Regions from separate parts of the Sus scrofa genome. Here region 1 is linked to region 2. The links are chromatin contacts, called in public Hi-C maps. All regions are on one chromosome and are shown on one strand. The core of a region is the stretch at or near the end of the contact, and the rest is flanking DNA. Distances in the headings are between cores, read along the strand shown.

What was found. Hi-C and Micro-C count contacts between places; a contact is called where the count stands out from the background.
Region 1: a Hi-C map of skeletal muscle shows a contact between it and region 2, with 2.9 times the contacts expected there. The contact joins two enhancer-like sites. A contact is called at or near these places in 4 of 47 Hi-C or Micro-C datasets (embryonic fibroblasts, fibroblasts, liver and 1 more).

Annotation. Positions count from the first base shown.
Region 1 is chr2:49,207,763-49,211,057 of Sscrofa11.1, forward strand. No RefSeq gene overlaps it. Among named protein-coding and RNA genes, the nearest start is that of ADM, 22 kb to the right of the region's middle. Within about 2 kb of position 2,024, at least 18 of the 83 cell types and tissues checked have an H3K27ac peak or open chromatin away from gene starts, as enhancers often do. A contact at or near this core is called in skeletal muscle, where this site is marked.
Region 2 is chr2:49,044,707-49,047,953 of Sscrofa11.1, forward strand. AMPD3 (AMP deaminase 3) reads right to left here. Exons shown (of 15, transcript XM_013994571.2): 7 at 112-306. Among named protein-coding and RNA genes, the nearest start is that of AMPD3, 39 kb to the right of the region's middle. Within about 2 kb of position 1,380, at least 14 of the 83 cell types and tissues checked have an H3K27ac peak or open chromatin away from gene starts, as enhancers often do. A contact at or near this core is called in skeletal muscle, where this site is marked.

The DNA of each region.
Region 1 (3,295 bases), core at 774-3,273, 160 kb after region 2:
AGCTTATTTATTTTACACATAGTAATTTGTATCTCTTAATTTCCTATCCCTTTTGGTGCTATCATTACATTCCAGTTCCTATGATTCATTCTATCCAGAGACTTTGCCCTTTATTAACCTTTCTATCCCCTACCCTCCCCAGCAGTTCTCACAGACCCACTCACAAGAACAATGGATAATGGGTTTGATCATTCATTCAGCAAACATGCTACTACATGCCATCTATCATGCCAGACAATGAATAATATCTTCAAGGCTTATCAGTACTACTCAGGTGCCTTTTCTCTTTCATAGGAGAATGATCAAGGGTCATTTCCTTAAAACTCCATTCTGTGCCCATCTACAAGGTCCCAGAGCTTACTTTTGTGTGTGTGTGTGTGTCTTTTTAGGGTCGCATCCGTGGCATATGGAGGTTCCCAGGCTAGGGGTCTTATCAGAGCTACAGCTGCTGGCCTGCAGCAACACCAGATCTGAGCCGAGTCTGTGACCTACACCACAGCTCACGGCCACGCCAGATCCTTAACTCACTGAGCAAGGCCAGGGATCAAACCTGTGTCCTCATGAACGATAGATTCGTTTCTGCTGAGCCACAACGGGAACTCCAAGCTTACTTTTTTTTTTTTTTTTTTGATAAAAAAGAGGAAGAATAGGCACTTAGAATTACATGAAAACATATTTAATAGATTCATTAATCTCTGCCAATAAAAAAGATCTTGGGAGTTCCCGGCATGGCTCAATGGTTAACGGGTGCGGCCCTAGAAATGGCAAGACAAAAAAAAAAAAAAAAGATCTTGGCTGAAGACTTCTCATAAGACAATGGATCCATATAAATGGGTCACAAAACTGCAAAGAAAAAAAATTCCCACTTTCTGATTAGTAGCAGCAAAAACTACTAATGGGAGTTCCCACTGTGGCTCAGAAGGTTAAGAACCTGCCACAGTCTCTGTGAGGATGTGGGCCTTGCTCAGTGGGTTAAGGATCCAGCATTGTCTCAAGATGCAGCATAGGTCACAGGATGTGGCTAGGATCTGGTGTAGCCATGGCTGTGGCGTAGGCCAGCAGCTGCAGCTCTGATTCAGCTCCTAGCCCAGGAACTTCCATAGGGTGCAGGTGCAGCTGTTTTAAAAAAAAGCTATTAATCTAGTCAAGACAAGGAGGTCTTCTGGGTACTACCAGGAAGGTGATCAAGGGCCCTTATTCGGCCCATCTATGCTTATGACTATTACCTGCTCCCCTGTTCTTTGCCCGGGCTCCATGGAGATACTATTTCTCTCCTCCCTTTCCTCATCTAACACGGGCTCAAGAATCCTCACCTGGGAGTGATTCAAATTGGTTTAGCCTTATCTTGCCTGGAGACTCCAGCTTCCCTTCATCTCTCTCATTTTCCTCAAGAAAGACAGAGATAAAACATTTGAAGATTTTACAAATGAACCTCATCCCAAGGTTTGCAGTCACCTCTGCTGATAAATGCACTGCAGAAGGGCATGTTGGAGGAAGAGGTCCCCCTGACACATCCGAGGGGAACAGTCTGTGCCTGGGGAATTTGCCTTGGGTTATGACTTTCATGACATCATTGGCCCACGAGGAAAGGGCATCCAAACCTACACCTCACTGGCCAGACCCCTGCATGGATGTCCTTGGAAGGTTGCCAGGGTCAGGGCATCAGCCCTTCCCTCCTGTGCCGGAGCAAGTCTGTATCAATGGATGGGACAGACAGGACTTATTGGCCTGAGAGAAGAAAGACACTGGTGAGGCCCAGCAATCCATCCCAGGAAATGACAGGCCAGTCGGTACCCAACTATACAAACGTGTTTTCTGACCACCCCCCAAATTCTTCAAGGCACTTTGCTAAAATAAATCATTTTATTTATTTTAATCCTAGAATCAGTTCAAGAATTTATTCCTAAGAAAACAGCAGGTGGCAGCAAAGTTTTACTTTTTTTTTTTTTTTTAACCCGTTGGGCAAGAATTGAAAAACACAGTGTCATGGAATTATCTCCTCATTTCTGAGTCAGCCAACTGGCCCAGAAACTGGCACAATGCCATCTTGTGATGTGGAGTATATAGAGTCTTCTTGAGTAGGCTCTGTGCATTTTGACAAGAGAACCCCCAAAATGTCTCCCCCGAAACCAGAGGCCTGCCTGGTTCTTTCTGCAAGGCAGACAGGGAAGTGACCGGCACAGAGTGGCCCCATCACAGAGCCAAGGGCTGTGGCTGCGAGTCTCGTGTTCTCTTGCCCAACGTCAAGGAGTTGCTCACTCACAATGGGGCGGCCCTCAGGGAAACCTGAGAATGATTAAGTGGAAGTGTGCCTAAAAATTGTGTGTGCACCTCATAGCATTTTCACCATCTAGTATGATGTAACCCACGAGGTGAAATGTGTGGGTAGAGAAAGACAGGGAAGACAAAAGGGATTTTAAAATCTGGTCTCTGGTGTACCTAGAGATTTAGAGACCTCCAAAGGCTACATGACCACTGACTGCTGAAGCTCTGGGCTTGGGAGAGACAATGCCAAGATCACTGTCTGGTTTGGTCTCAAATGTCTTCCTTGCCTTAGTATTATGCTTGGCTCCCAACTTCAATTTGTGGCCAGAAAGTTTCCATTGCCCCAGCACAGCTCTAGAGTTTGGAACCCAAGTCTTTTTTTGTTTGTTTTTGGTTTTTGTCTTTTTAGGGCCGCACCCTCAGCATATGGAGGTTCCCAGGCTAGGTGGTGAATTGGAGTTGTAGCTGCCAGCCTACGCCACAGCCACAGCAACACCGGATCCGAGCCGCGTCTGCGATCTACGCCGAAGCTCAGAGCAGTCAACGCCAGGTCCTTAACCCACAGAGCGAGACCAGGGATCGAACCTTGCATCCTCATTCGTTTCTGCTGAGCCATGACAGGAACTCCTGGAAGCCAAGTTTTGGCTGAATTGTTTTGCAGAACAAATCCAGGTTTGACTTTATGAATTGACAGACCAGTTTATTTCATCCCCAAATGTGCTTCTGAACTCTCTCACACCCATTTTAGATTGAGCCACTTAATTTCCATCCAGGTGGACACTCTCTTCCTGTTTAAAGTCAGGATGGAAAGGGGTGGGGGGAGGGCCAGAGGATTGTGCCTAGTCATTATTTTTTAAAGATACAGAACTTGTTATGGAAAAGAAAGACAAAATTGAAGACGTTGTTTTCAAGATCCTAAACAGATTTTACAAACAGACGTGTTTGTGGGTTTTCTTTCTGGAAAAGGAATTGACGGAAAAGTGAGTAGCTCTGGCCTTTTGTAAGTTGTGTAAGTACATCTGCAGCATTA
Region 2 (3,247 bases), core at 130-2,629:
AAGAGAAGGATGCCTTCAGAGCCAGCTCCTCTTCAAGTCCAACTGTGGCTGTTTCCCAGGAGGCTAAGCCCCCACCCAGGACTGTAAGGCCCTGGGGCCAAGGTCACTCACCGCGTGGACATCCAGCGAGTCCACAGTGAGGTCGTACGGGTCCATGTGCAGGCTGTCAAACACCTGCCGCAGGGTGATCTTCCGGCCCCGCTTCTCGGCCACTGTCCGGTCGGGTTCCGTCTGGTACGTGTGCTTGATGAAGCGCAGCAGGTGCTTCTGGTTCATGCAGGCAGCCGCGTGGATGTGTGTGTCCACCTGCAACACAGTCCCCCCGGCCCCGCACCAGCACGTGAGCTGAGCCATGTCTCTGGCAACATGAATCAGGATGCTGGGGCCTCAGTCCAGAGCGCAGAGCCTCAGCATCTCCACTGATGCTGGAGCTCCTGCCCCATTTCTCGTCTCGACTTTGGAATGGGTCTTCCTCCCTCTAGCTCTTCTGCCCAGTCCCCCTCCTTACAGCATCAAGAGATGGATCCCACTCCTGTTAACAAATCATCCACGCCACCCCCCGGCCCCGCCAAGTCTTCGAGATAAAGCTCAAGCTCCTTAGCCTGGGATTCAAGGCTTACTTCAAACCTAAGTCTCCCTTGCCACTGCCCAGTTCTCTGCTCCAGCCAGGACACCCCACTTAGAGGTCCCCGAGGCACTGTGCTAGTCTACTCCGAGTGTTCTCAGCCTGGCATGCCTGCCTTCCTCCTCACCAGTCTCATCTACCTGGTAATTTCCTAAGATCTCCTCCAGTGAGAAGCCCGTTCTGATCCTCAAGTACAATGGATCAGTTTTTCCCTTATCCAACCTGGGACCCTAGCACGGACATTCTTGTCACCATATATGTCCTCCAATCCATAGTTGTAACTGTCTGTCTCCTTTGTCACTAGATGGGGAACTCAGCTCTCAAGGGCAGGGACCACAATGGATGGATCTAAGTCTCCAGCGCCTACCCCAGAGCCTGCTATGACATTGAATCCATGGATCAAGGAATGGGCCAAGGGTGGGAGATTCTAATAGCTTGGTTCTAGCCCACCAAATGCTCCACAAAATCCCACTCCTCCCACTGGCCTCTCTTGGAACACACAGCACCTTCATTCCCTCAGCCACCAGCCCTAAAGAAATAGAGCCCTAGCTGAGCTGAGGGATGGTCTGAAGTCACAGTGAGAGCATCCTGACCCCTGCCATGAGCCCAAGGGGCCTGAGCAAGGTCCCTGGGGAAGGTGGCAGCGGCCTCGCAGACCAGCGCACGGCCAGCCGCCAGCCCGCACTGCGCAGCTCTTACTGCAGCCAACTGGGCACTCCGCCAGGGCCAGGACGAGGAGGCGGCTGACCTCAGGCCAGGGAACGCTGTCCACAGCTGGCCAGGCATCTCCGATTCAGGCCAAACCAGACATTTGATCCACTGAACCTCTGTGAGCTTTTTTACCAGCCAGCTCATGTCCCTGGCCGCATCACTCACTCATCGGGGCCCTTCCTGCCCTGAATCCTGCCACTCCTCCGGAAAGGCAGACCACTGGGCATCGGAGAAGGGAAGTAACAAAGGTTAAAACATCGCCCAAAGCACAGCACACAGATTCAGGCACCTCAGGGATGGGCTGGGCTCAGATGGGATCCACCAGGGAAGGTTGGCCAGGCTTAGCTCGGCTGGACACAGCTGGACTCTACTGCCCAGCATGACTTAGCATGTTTTGGGCTTTCTTGCCGTCCTACAGCAGACCAATGACACACCGCAGGGGGTGCAGCCTGTCCCTACCCCCATGAGTCACAAGATGAGGGAGGAAAACACGCAGCCAATCCAGGAAGCATCTGATCCCAACTTTAAGATGACCAAGGTGATTATTTTAGGCCCAAGTGAAAGAACCTGTCACTGGAGGTTAGCATTTTCAATTCGCCAGAAGATCCAAGAGCGTCCCTTGCTTTCACCTAACATCCAGGGCTAAACAAACAGTTTCGAAACAGGGCTGGCCAGTACCTGGCCCCTAAGCCAACACTGACTGTTTGCACACCCATGGCAGACAGCGGCCAATTAGAACATGCTTCACTAAGCTTGGGGAGTAGCCTCAGGGGTTCAGTCCCAGGGGTCATGTTTAGCACAGAAGATGAAACCTATTTTTTTTGGGGGGGGCCCCACACCCATGGCATATGGAGGGTCCCAGGCTAGGGGTTGAATGGGAGCTCTAGCTGCTGGTCTACGCCACAGCCATAGCAATGCAGGATCAGAGCCGCATCTGTGACCTACACCACAGCTCATGGCAATGCCGGATCCTCAACCCACTGAGCAAGGCCAGGGATGGAGCCGCAACCTCATGGTTCCTAGTCAGATTTGTTTCTGATGCGCCATGATGGGAACTCCAAAACCTATTTTCCTATCCCTGATATGACACTGACACTAAACTGGGAAAGGCCTAATCTTCCCCCAACTCTCAAGCACCAAACACACTCAGCCCCCGGTTCTCAGCTCTGAGCAGAAAACAACCGTCTCAGTTATACAACCCTGCTGGTTGGAACTTCTGGGGCCACGACTCATGACCTTCTGTGATGCTGCTGGGGATTTGCACAAATACCGCCCCCACCAACCCATGACCACACACAGCCCATGCCTCAGGGCCGGCCCGCACAACACTGACAGCCACTTGGAAGCGTGGAGGCCAGCTTCCAGCCCATCCTGGATTTCAGAAAGTCAGCTGTCTTCCACTAACAGAGGCTCCGGAGTAAGAGGAAGCAGCCAGGGGGCAGGGGGCAGGGAGGGACAGTCACAGCCTGACCTGGAACAGACCTGGGCCTATGTTTATGGTCTGCTGTGGCGCCAGAGAACAGGCCACTATGTCACAGCACAGGGCTCAAGGCCATCTCTCTAGAGAGCGCATGAACGCCCAGAGTGACAGGTAACCCCAAGGATCAACTATAATATGTCCACGCCAGAACTCTCGCCCACATCATGGGCCACTGGTTAGCCCAGGAACACCCCCTGCGGCCGCAGCCCAGAAGCAAACAGTGTCAGAGCCACTGCAGTCAGGGAGGATTCCGCCCCCACAGCAGGAAGCAGTCAGGCCCAGAGCACCCACGTGTGCAGAGGGCTGGGCTGCACGGGGCGGGCCAAGGAGTTCCCTGGGACACCCATTTGGGGGTGTAGGTGCATTCGGGCAGGGCTGAGAGGAGCTGGCCCAGTAACAGGCACCCACCTGTCTGAGCACCTGAGGATTGC